Linked DNA regions of Ovis aries: region 1 is linked to region 2. The links are chromatin contacts, called in public Hi-C maps. All regions are on one chromosome and are shown on one strand. Each heading gives the region's core, a stretch centred on a gene start, on an enhancer-like site or on the middle of the called end of the contact. The rest is flanking DNA. Distances are from core to core; before and after follow the strand shown.

Region 1 (5,699 bases), core at 109-2,608, 260 kb before region 2:
GTCTCCTGGGCCTGGCACACAGTAGGCACTCAGCACACAAGAGCCATGAGATCATGATCACGGTTATGCTTCAGTTGTTATTATTATCTGAAGACACCTCCTGCTCTGAGGTCTCAGAAACCATCAACAAAGGGTGTGGGGTGAGCACTGCTTTCCCTGGATGAAGCTGCTCCTCTGGGGCCACGGAGACCCCTCCCCCTGAGCTCCTACAGCTGGGGATTGCACCCAGGCACAGGGTCAATCCCTCTCCATCCCCTTTCCTTGCCGAGGAGGCAGGTGGCTCCTGCTGACAGGCTGTGGTGCCAGGAATCTGGGGAAGGTTTAATTAATTATGACAATTGACACCTTTGCCAGATGTCCACCATGAGACTCCAGCTCTGATGATAAAAGGTTTGGGTAATTCTGTTTGAGCAGCACTTTGCAAGCAGTATGCTTTTCATTTGGGTCACCAGGAAACATGGCTTATTTTGCAAGACACTGCCCAGGGAGGGCCAGCTGGCACTTGGCCCTACTTACTCCTATCCTGGCAGATCTCAGAGTGTGCCAGAACTGGGCAATGGCTATGTTGTCCCTGGGGCTGACCTCAGGGAGGGGGACCTGTGCCCAGGGGACAGGGAGGGTATTAACAGAGAGCAGGGAGAGCAGAGGTTTATTGAGAACAGATTATTGAGGGCGGTCTCAGGGTGACTGGTCTGCCTTCCTTTAAACGTCACACCATCCCCTCCAGAGAGGGTCAGCATTACTTCTGATTTCTTAGATCAGGAAACTGGGGTTCAGAGGGACAGTGATTTGCCCTGGATCACCCATGCTCCCCTCACCTTCACCCATCAGCTGCCTAAACCCTGGCCCATGCAGTATCTTCCAATTTCAGCCCAAGACCCAAGAAGACACCTCAAGGCCCCCAAAGTGTCCTGGGCAGCCTCCTGAGTAGGGGAGGGGCTTATTAACATGGAGATCCCAGGACTCTCCCCAGATTCAGGCACCAGAACCTCTGGGAAGGGGTGGGGCTGGGGAATTTGTATTCAACCATCTCCCTGGCTCAGATGGCATCTGCCTATAATGCAGGAGACACGGGTTCGATCCCTGGGTGGGAAAGATCCTCTGGAGAAGGAAATGGCAACCCACTCCAGTAATCTTGCCTGGAAAATCCCATGGACGGAGGAGCTTGTAGGTGATAGTCCATGGGGTCACAAAGAGTCGGACGTGACTTCACTTTCGCTTTCACTGGATAAGCGTGCTGCCCTCCAGCCTGCTGGGAACCACTGTCCCAGTTAGTTCACTCCTTCCCCATCTCCTCTGCTGCTGCACCAGTCCTCCCATCAGTGCCAGCTGCGCTGACCTCTGCCCGTGGCCACCACGCCCTCCTCCCAGCAGCCCTGCGGCGGGAACCACCACTGCCCTTCTCCAGGGTGTCAAGCGAGGCTCAGAGGGGGGGAATGATTGTCCAGTCTCTGCTCTCAGCTCCAGCCCCACCCCTAGTCCTCTCCCTACTTCCCAGTCCCTGGGGAATCCTGGGTGGGGAGGGCCCTGCTGACTCACTCACACCAGCTCCCCACGAGGGACTCAGCTTCAGAGTCCGGTGGCCCAGGAAGAAATCCGGAAGTCCTGGGTGTCTGTGACTCCGCCACCCCAGCGGCGCTCCACCACCCCGTCTACAGCCCCTCCTCTGTCCACACCCGGCCTCAATCCAGCCACAGAAACTGCATCCCTACAGACTCACATCCCTGCAGATCCAAGGGAGCCCCGCTGGGTCAGGGCAGGAGCCTCAGCTCTATTCTCTCCCATTACAGTCCCCAGACCTCACCTCAGGGTTCTGGTTCATGGTTCAGTGAGAGACAACACTACTGTCTGTATTTGCTTCCTAACTTTGCATCACCAGGAGATTGGAGGTTGATGGAAAGTTCTGGAACCCTGGAGTTCAAGGTCCCTGGAAGCTGACCTGTGCCAGGCACACAGACGCCATCTGCATTACCCCCATTGAAACTCTGACACAGCCACGTGAAGGTGTGTGACTCCCCCATGTCCTGGATGAGGACGCTGAGACCTGGAGGGGTCTGCATCTCACCTACAACTCACAAGTGCACGCTGGGGACAGAGCAGGCAGTGGACCCTGACCCCTATCCCCCAACTCCCAACCGCTGCCCACAGCACTGCCCTCCCTCTGGCACCTCCCAATCTGCCTGGCCCGGGGCCTCCAGAAGCCCCTTGGCGGTGATGGTACCCCAGGCTCCACACTCACTGGGAAGAGAGAAATCACAGCTCTACTCGATGCATTGTGTCTGCCACCTGGGTCAGGTCAGGGCTGCAGGAAAAGCAGGTAGAATCAGTCCAGATGGAGCTGCTGAATCAGCCCCACGTGCTCCGTCCTGAGCCCCGTCACTTACTCCAAAGACCTTGTTGTGCCTACTCTTCACTCTGTAAAGTTCAAAGTGGCCTTTGGCCAAAAGCGATAAAATTCTGACCTAGAAAAGTTAAAAGGCCTTTGAAACTATGAGCCGGGAGCGCTGGCCTGAGGACAAGGTGGCCAAGGCTGCAGAAGGAAAAAGAAGAAAAGGGGAGCTGCAGTTCCGACTCCTTCAGGTCTTCAGTGAAGTCCGTGGGCCCAGACCCCCGATCTGACCTGTGAGTGGAGAGGAAATGAGAACGAGGCGTCAGGGGGCGCCCAGCATGGGGAGGGGCACACGCAGGCTCACTCTGCAGCTCCAGCCAGGACGGCTGTGCAGCCAGCAGCTTGGGAGCCCTGCCACGGTCACGGCCCCGAGAAATGCTTCTCCAAGTGTTGGGGCTTGCACCACTGTGGAGTTGACAGCAACACGCTTGAAGGTGTCCAGAGCCTCAAAGACACCAAGTCCCCGACACCTGGGCCATCCTGATGACATCACTGGCAGAGCCACCATGTTTTGCCAAGTCCCACCAAAAAGACCAGTTCCTCACGTGTTGCTCTCTGCTCTGTGTCTTGACTCAAGGGCACCCCTCCTGCCCCAGCAGTGGTCCTGCTCTGCTCATAATGCATCACAGGTAGGGCACCACTGCAGGGCAGGCTGATGGGTGCAGCTGTGAGCACTGGGCAGTCTCCACGTGAGGACTGGCTGGGAATGCTAGGGCGTTCATAAACTGGGAGCAGCCTTCAGCCATGACGCGTGAGGGGTTGGAGGAGGCGTTCCAGCTTGCTTGCCCCCTTCCAAGATGGGATTATTGTAGAAAAGAGAGTGGGGCACAGGAGCATAGTCACATCCAAGTGCCTGGGACGGCCACCAAGTGTGGCTTCTTGACTTCTCACAGGAAAGAATCAAGAGTGAGCCATAGTAGGTGAAAGGTTTATTCAGGGAGGAAACACACTCCTTAGACAGAGTGTGGCCATCTCAGAAGGCAAGAGAGGCACCAAGGTATGGGGGTTGTCAGTTTTTATGGGCCTGGGTGATTTCATGGGTTAGTGAGAGGCAAGACTATTCCAGCTATTTGGGGGAAGGGATGGGGACTCCAGGAAGTGGACCAGCGCCTGCCTTTTGCCCTTTACATTCATGGTGCTGGTCGGTGTCATTGAGCATGCTGAGGGGTGGACATAATACTGAGGCTCAAGGTCCAGTGGAAGACAACTTGTCCGCCATCTTGGACCTAGTTGGTTCCAGTCGGTTTATACCATGTCCCTGGGCTCCATCATTCTCTTAAAGGTTACGCCCTGCCCTGTTCCTGTCTCCCCTCGGGGGTGGTTGCCATTTCTCTGGGAATCTTTCTAGGTCTCAGAACTTTAAGAGAAGGGTTCTTAGATAAACCATCATGTCTGGGACATTGAATTTTAAGGAAACTGGCTTAAGGAAGTTAGTGTATGTTGATTCCTCATTTGTTCGGGTCTAGATGTCACAGTACCTAGAAGAAATGCTTCAGTTTATGGATAGAGTGGTGGCCAGTTTCTAGCCTAAATAATAATGAAAGCAAACCCTCCACTCTGTGTTTCATTATGTGCTGTATTCCATTTGTTTAGAGAGAGGGGAGTTGTCTTTAATTGACTCTCCTCCATCATTTTCACCTAGATATGAAGTGCTTTCTCACCTCTGAACTCTTTCAGCCCCGGTGCCAACCTAGGGGTATGGCAAGCTGGTGACCCCTTGGAGCAGAGCAGACAACTAGGGAACCTAAAGCCTGAGAGTAGAAAGAGATGGCACAGCCATCATCCTCAAGAGCAGGCAGCACTCACAGGTTCCCTGCCCCACCTCAGGAGCCTGACATGTGACCCGGTGGGTTTTAGCACGTGCAAGATTTCAGCGCGAATGGCAAATGCAAGCACTCATGTTCTGCTTCTGCGTTCCCGTGGCAGACATCACTAATCCATCCCAGCACTCTTTCTCTCTCACCTTGAACTCCATCCCGAACTCCTTTCCAAGGCAACACATCAAGCAGATACAACCATCCAACTGGTACTGTTTTGAGAGATGATCCTGTTTGCCCAATAAGAATAAGGAAACCTCCAGCTACATAAAATGTTGGTGGTAGAGTCAGAGAGTCCTGGGTTTGAATTCTAGCTTATAAATGACTAACCAGGGTAGCATTGGACAAGCATATTTATCACTCTGAGCCTCAACTTTCCCATCTGTAAAATGGGGGTAATTGGCATCCCATAGGGCTGTTGAGAGGATTACATGAGAAAATCCCTGACCCAGCACATGGCACAGGGCAGATGTTTAACAATAGGATTCAAACTGAAGAGAGGGTCTTCTTTGGCTAACATGGGTGTTTAGTTTCTTGATCACCTGATGACCATCTGGTGGCCACTCCTATCACCAAAGCTGGGAGCCAGGATTCACTGGTGTGTTGGGAAGGTCACTGGGTAGGTGTCAGAGGCCTGCGTCCTGGCCCTAGGTCTCCTGTGAACCAGTTGCATCTTCTAGGTTCTAGGGCAGGTCCCCTCCTCCTGGGGGTGGGGGGATGTGGAAGTGGGGGAGGGGTGTCCCACCTGGAAAACAGGATGAGCCTAGATCGCCACTGCTCCCTTCAGACATTTAATAAATCTTTTTTTGGTTGCGCTGCATGTTCATCGCTGTGCGTGGGCTTCCTCTAGTTGCAGTGAGCGGGGTTACTCTTTGTAGTGGCGCACAGGCGTTCACTGCGGCGCCTTCTCCCGTTGCAGAGCAGAGCCTAGGCGCATGCGCTCCAGCAGCTGTGGCGCACGGGCTCAGCAGTCGCAATTCTCAGGCTCTAGCGCACAGTCTCCGTAGTCGTGGAGCATGGGCTTTAGTTTATTCACAGCACATGGAATCTTCCTGGACCAAGGGTCAAACCCATGTCCCCTGCACTGGCAGGCAGACTCCCATCCACTGTACCACCAAGGAAGTCCTTTTTAAGATGAGCTGCCACTAAATCACCACCCCCTGCCCCCCTCTACCTTCCCATTTCCTAAACAAATTCTCAAAGGCCGGTCCCATGGAGTTAATGGGAAGAAACCTGCCTCCTAATGTAATGCAAATCCCAGCCCACCTTATTGTGCAGCAGTTTCAGTCCATTTGTACTTTCTTGGTGACACAATCTGTCTCCGTCTCCAGTAGAGTCTCTAATCCCTGCGATTTCCATGGTGTTAGTAATTACGAAAAAAAAAAGTCTGAAGCACAGAAATTCTGCACCTTGTCTATGAGATTACATACTTTAATGGAGTTTATTAAATTTATTCTGCAGCTAGTGAGGAGATTAAACTCACTGTGCAGCTC
Region 2 (5,472 bases), core at 1,604-4,103:
TGCCATTCCCTTTTCCAGGGGATCTTTGAGACCCAGGGATCAAACCGGTGTCTCCTGCATCACAGGCAGATTCTTTACTGTCTGAGCCACCAGGGAAGCCCAGGTTGGATAACTAGTGCTAATAGCTGGGTGGGGGAGGGGGGGTAGCGGTGGAAAGGATGGGTTGAGAAGTGGCCTGGGGTCAGTTCAACCCAGAGCCCTGCCAATGACCCAACACACAAACGCACGGCTCACACACCCCCACAAAGTCCAAGGGGGTCCTGGAGTCAACCTCTCCCCAGTTCCCAGCTACCCCAAGGGTCTCATCACCAAGGGGACTGTTTCAGCCCTTCTCTCACGCGCCCCTCCCCTCCCCTTCTCAGCAGGTGAGCTCACTTCTCTGCCCAAAGAAAACCCAAGCCTCAAAATAGAAACTCCCTCAGTTCAGTTCAGTTTAGTGACTCAGTCGTGTCCGACTCTTTGCGACTCCATGAATCGCAGCACACCAGGCCTCCCTGTCCATCACCAACTCCCTAGATTTCCCGAAACCAAACTTTCCACCAAGCGCCACCCCCACCGCCCCGCCCACCCCCGCCCTGCCAGCACTCACAGGCCCCTCCTCTTCCTCCTTCTGAAGTTGGAGCTTGTCTCCTTGCTCTGCCTGGGCCCAGACCTGCTCCGTGAGGCCCCTCCTCCCCACCTCACTCTGTCCAGGGGGAGAGGGAAGCACTGCTTTAATCCCTATCTATCAACCATCTGTCTGTATTTATTTCTGTCTAGCGCTGTGGCCCCCTTCCCTTCACACGTGATTCATAGTTGCTTGTATTCAAGTCTCTCACCTTGTAACAAACAAGCCTGAACTCCACATCCCTGTCGTTGTATCCCTCTCTTTCCCCTGACAGCCCAACTTGTCAAACCACTGGTCCACAATGGTTGTGTCCCACCCCACCCCCCGCAGCGTGCACACACACACACCCCTGTGCCCACCACAGTCCCCATGCAGCCCCTAGGACCCTGCCCTTGTCAAGGCCACTCTGCCCTCCCTGCTGGTTCCCCCAGGAGCCACCTCTAGCCTGCAGCCACCACTTCCTGTCTGGCCTCTTCCCACGCTCAGCCCTGTCCACAGCCACACAGTGGCCAGAGGGACCCTCAGACCCAAATCCGCCCAGGTTCCTCCCCTCCTCACACCCTGCGTAGCGACTGTTCAGGGTAACATCCCAACTCCCTGGCATGGCTCCACTGCCCCCACCATCGTTCACTGGATGGATGGGTGGATGGATGGGGTGGGTGGTTGGAGATGGATGGATGGTGGATGAGAGATGAATGGATAAATGAGACATGGATGAAGGATGGACACAGGCTGGGTGGGTGATGGATGGGTGGATAGATGAGCATGTCAAGGACAACACATCCTAACAAACACTCAGAGCTGGTTCAGAACCCCCAGATTGTGCCAAACTCTCCCTGCCCAACCAGCAGATCTTCACCCCAAGAGAAGACAAAATCTCAGGATGAAGTACAGGATGAAGCCCTACTGCTCTGGAGACCTGGCCAGCCCTTTTTGCTGCTCTTCACAGCCATGACCCTATGAGGTGGGTCTCTTGGTCTAAGGCTACAGTCAAGGATAGGGTGGCTTCAAGCAGCCCAGTGGGTGGCCAAACTGGACGGATACCCAGCCTGCCTGAGCTGTGAACGTGAGCAGGGCACCCCTGGCGGGGGCTGCTCACATGAAGCTGTACTGAGGATTCTTCCCGGCTGAAAGCCGTGGGTCTCGGCACCCAGAATAAGCTCCTGAGGCTTCCACAGTGATGCTAATACTACCAAGAATGCCACCATGAGCTGCCGCCGCAGCTCCAAGCAATGACTCAGTGCTGAGCTCCAGGCCAGCCCCCCACCCACCTCACCCAGTTTCACCCCACCACAGCCCCTCAGGCTGCTACGGCTCCTCCCCACGTGACAGAGGAGGAAACTGAGGCTCGCAAGGGGCAGCAAGCTGCCCAAGGTGCCCCCATCCCGCCACCGGCAGAGCCAGGCGGGACCCTGGTGTCTCGTGGGCCTCCTCCGTGTCTCCCGAGCTCCAGCAGCTTCTCTGACCCTCCCGGAGACTGCCACCCACACCTCTACCTGCACGATATTGATTTTGATTCAGTCCGACCCTTTGACTTGAAAAGGCCTCCCCTTTTCAATTTGCCTCACCGTGAGCAATAACATCCATGAAATCAAGGTTTAATGCACTAATTGCTTGTGAGGTTTTTTCTGATATTCATTAAAATAAATACATGACTGGTAAAACAGAATATTAATGTTTGCCCATGCACCACCTGTGATCCCCTCTCAGAGGCCCCTCCCTGGGAGACTCCGCAGCTGCTGCTGGAGAAGAGAGGAGGGAGAGGGGTGGTATCTGAGCAGTGAAGCCCGCCTGGCCTCTCCCAGCCCAGCCCAGCCCAGGACAGCGGCAGTTCTTTCTCCTGGGGAGGCCCCACCTCATCTGCTGCCCCAGGCTGGGTCTTGGCACAGGGAAACTCCCTGGCAGCTGGAGAGGGGCCTCCTGACCACCAGCCCCGTGAGGGAGGACCCTGGGGGAAGGGACCAGAAGGTTGCGATGGCTCCAGTGGGATGCCTATGGGAGTGCCCACCACGTCCACTCCCCGCCAGTCCTGGCTCCTGGAGGAAGCCCCAGGCTTAGGACAGATTTCCTGGCTCTGCACCAAACACAGGAGAGAGGCGGGGAGGGATTGCTGTCCACAGGCCAAGGACTCCTGCCAGGAATGAAAGCAGGAAACTGCAAGGGAAAATTTGATACCAAGAGGAGGGAAAAGCCCTGCCCACTGTGGTCACACACCCAAGCAGCAGCTGCACCAACCCTGGGGGCAGAGGGGAGGGAGGTGGCAGGCAGAGAGGCCCCAAGTGGGAGAGAAGGCTGCACGACTGGGCGGGGGTCTGTTCCAGCCCACACGGTAGAGGGGATGTGAGCAAGCTGGACGGGGGTCCAGAGGTGGAATCACGGGAGCCAGGATCCCAGTCTAGGAAGGGGAGTCCTCCTGGAGGAAGGAAGACTCTGGGATCAAGTGGGGTAGACAGGCCAAGTTCAAGTCCCAGAACCTCTACTTGTCTGTGTAGGTCCCTTCTGGTCTCTGAGCCTCACTTTACCCAACCTATACAATGAGGATAATCGTACTTCCCTAAGTGGTTGTAAGAAATAAACAAGGTTAGCACTGTTAGGACAAGGCTTAGCCCATAGTAGGGCTTCCCTGCTGGTTCAGATGGTAAAGAATCTGCCTGCAATGCAGGAGACCTGGGTTTGATCCCTGGGTTGGGAAGATCCCCTGGAGGAGGGTATGGCAACCCACTCCAGTATTCTTGCCTAGAGAATCCTCATGGATAGAGGAGCCTAGTGGGCTACAGTCCTTGGGGTCGCAAAGAGTCCAACACGACTGAGTGACGAGGCATAGCACGGCGTAGCATAGCCCACAGTAAGCAGAGATTTATGTTAGCTCTTCATAGAGTTATACGTGTAGTTACTATTTATAGTTATACTGAAGTATATTATTGTATATTTGTTTATATATTTATATTATCGACATAATTATTATATTTTTGTTGTTGTTCAGTCACTCACCATGTCCAACTCTTTACAGCCCCATGGACTGCAGCATGCCAAGTTTCCTTGTCCTTCACTAACTCCCGGAGTTTGCTCAAACTCATATAAATTGAGTCATATTATTTATATATATATACATTTATTATTTGCATAATTATATGACTTATTTTAATTTATGTCTTAATGTATATAGGTATACTATGTACATTGTGAAGTGAAGTGAAAGTCGCTCAGTCGTGTCCGACTCTTCGTGACCCCATAGACTATACAATCCATGGAATACTCCAGGCCAGAATACTGGAGTTGGTAGCCTTTCCCTTTTCCAGGGCATCTTCCCAACCCAGGGACTGAACCCAGGTCTCCCACTGGAGGTGGATTCTTTACCAGCTGAGCCACAAGTTAATATACCATAAATTGCAGTTTATAAATTATGTTTTATTATTATCACTAAAAGGCGAGGGGAACCAAGGGAGCAGATATGCTCTGCATGGCCTGGATGCCTTCACTCTTTCCCACTTTCATTCAACATACAGGATTCTCAAGAGCAACTTGGAGCAACTCTGCCCCAAGAGGCAGAGTGGTGCTCATTCTCGGCCGTGACTACACAGTCACAAGCCCTCAGGTGGGCACCTTAGAGAGGACGGAGGGGCTGTAGCTGTGAGGGTGCCGGGGTTCCAAGGTCAGTTCCCAGGGACGACGTGCCTTGTGCGCGCCTGGGGCAGCCCGCGATAGCATCGGTGCAGTGAAGCTCAGGGCGGTGGAGGACTGGCCGTGGCCACATGGGGTCTGAGCACAGGCAGGGTGGCCACCCTGGAGACCGTCCCCCTGCAGAGCCCCCTTGCCCCATCACTGGGCCAGGCAGCCACTCACACTTTACAAGGAGGCAGGAGACACAGAAAGGCCCACTTCAGGCCCTGGGACCTGGGGAGAACGTGGGAGGGTTGTGCAGAAAATCTGTTAGCAGATTTTCATGAGGGAGGGAAGGACCATTCTTTTTTTTTTCTCTTTTTTCTTGTTTGCCATGTGGGATCTTAGCTCCCCGACCAGGGACTGAACCCACGTCCCCTGCACTGGGATCCAGATCTTAACCACTGGACCGCCAGGGAAGTCCCAGGAAAGGGCTGTTCTAGATGTGAGGAGATGCGCCCCCTCCTTGAGGCCCTCGGGGGAGACCTGTGATTGAGACGGGGCTTCTGGAAGACCTATGACTGAGACGGTGGTCCTGGACCCAAACCCTGACGAAGATGCAGCTTCTGTCTTGAGCCCCTTGCGCCCCTCGCCCTGCACTGGGCACTCACACACTGGCTCCTTTCAGTCTTCACACCCCAGCCAGGGGGGAATCATTCTCCCCACTTCTTAGGTGAGCAAACTGAGACTCAGAGGAGCCCGAAGACCCCAGTCACCTCTGCCCCAGGGTCTCTACTAACCCCTTCCTTGGGCTGCAGTTATTTTGGGCTTGAGAACACATACCCTGATTTAGGGACAGAAGACTTGACCACTGCCCACCCAAACAAGAGAGGGTAGGGAACAGGAAGATGTCTCCTGGGGGGCCTCCTGCTTAGCCCCCACCCTGCCTCAGCATTCAGGACTGAGCTGCCATCCCTAGTTCAGCAAAGCCCCTGAACAGGCCCTACAAGACAGGAGATGACTCCAGCCCAGGCCCTTCTCAGAGTTCAGAGTGAGCGATGAGAATGGGAAGATAACACCCACCTCTGAGACTTACACCCACAGTCTGCCCTCCTGGGAGCCCCTGTGTGCAGGAGGGAGGGGCAGTTTAAACGGATTAGAGTAGGTGCTACAGAGTGGAGTGATGGAACTGCCCCAGCTCACGGGAAGGAGTGCTGAACCCCATTCCTGGGCTGATGGTGCCACCCTGTGGCCAGCTTCCACCA

The links. A called contact is a pair of places that touch in the nucleus more often than the background predicts.
Region 1: a Hi-C map of liver shows a contact between it and region 2, with 7 times the contacts expected there. The contact joins two enhancer-like sites. A contact is called at or near these places in 3 of 16 Hi-C or Micro-C datasets (liver and tail adipose tissue).

Annotation. Positions count from the first base shown.
Region 1 is chr2:236,866,165-236,871,863 of ARS-UI_Ramb_v3.0, reverse strand. No RefSeq gene overlaps it. Among named protein-coding and RNA genes, the nearest start is that of MATN1, 270 kb to the right of the region's middle. Within about 2 kb of position 1,358, at least 2 of the 54 cell types and tissues checked have an H3K27ac peak or open chromatin away from gene starts, as enhancers often do. A contact at or near this core is called in liver, where this site is marked.
Region 2 is chr2:236,611,907-236,617,378 of ARS-UI_Ramb_v3.0, reverse strand. No RefSeq gene overlaps it. Among named protein-coding and RNA genes, the nearest start is that of MATN1, 20 kb to the right of the region's middle. Within about 2 kb of position 2,853, at least 5 of the 54 cell types and tissues checked have an H3K27ac peak or open chromatin away from gene starts, as enhancers often do. A contact at or near this core is called in liver, where this site is marked.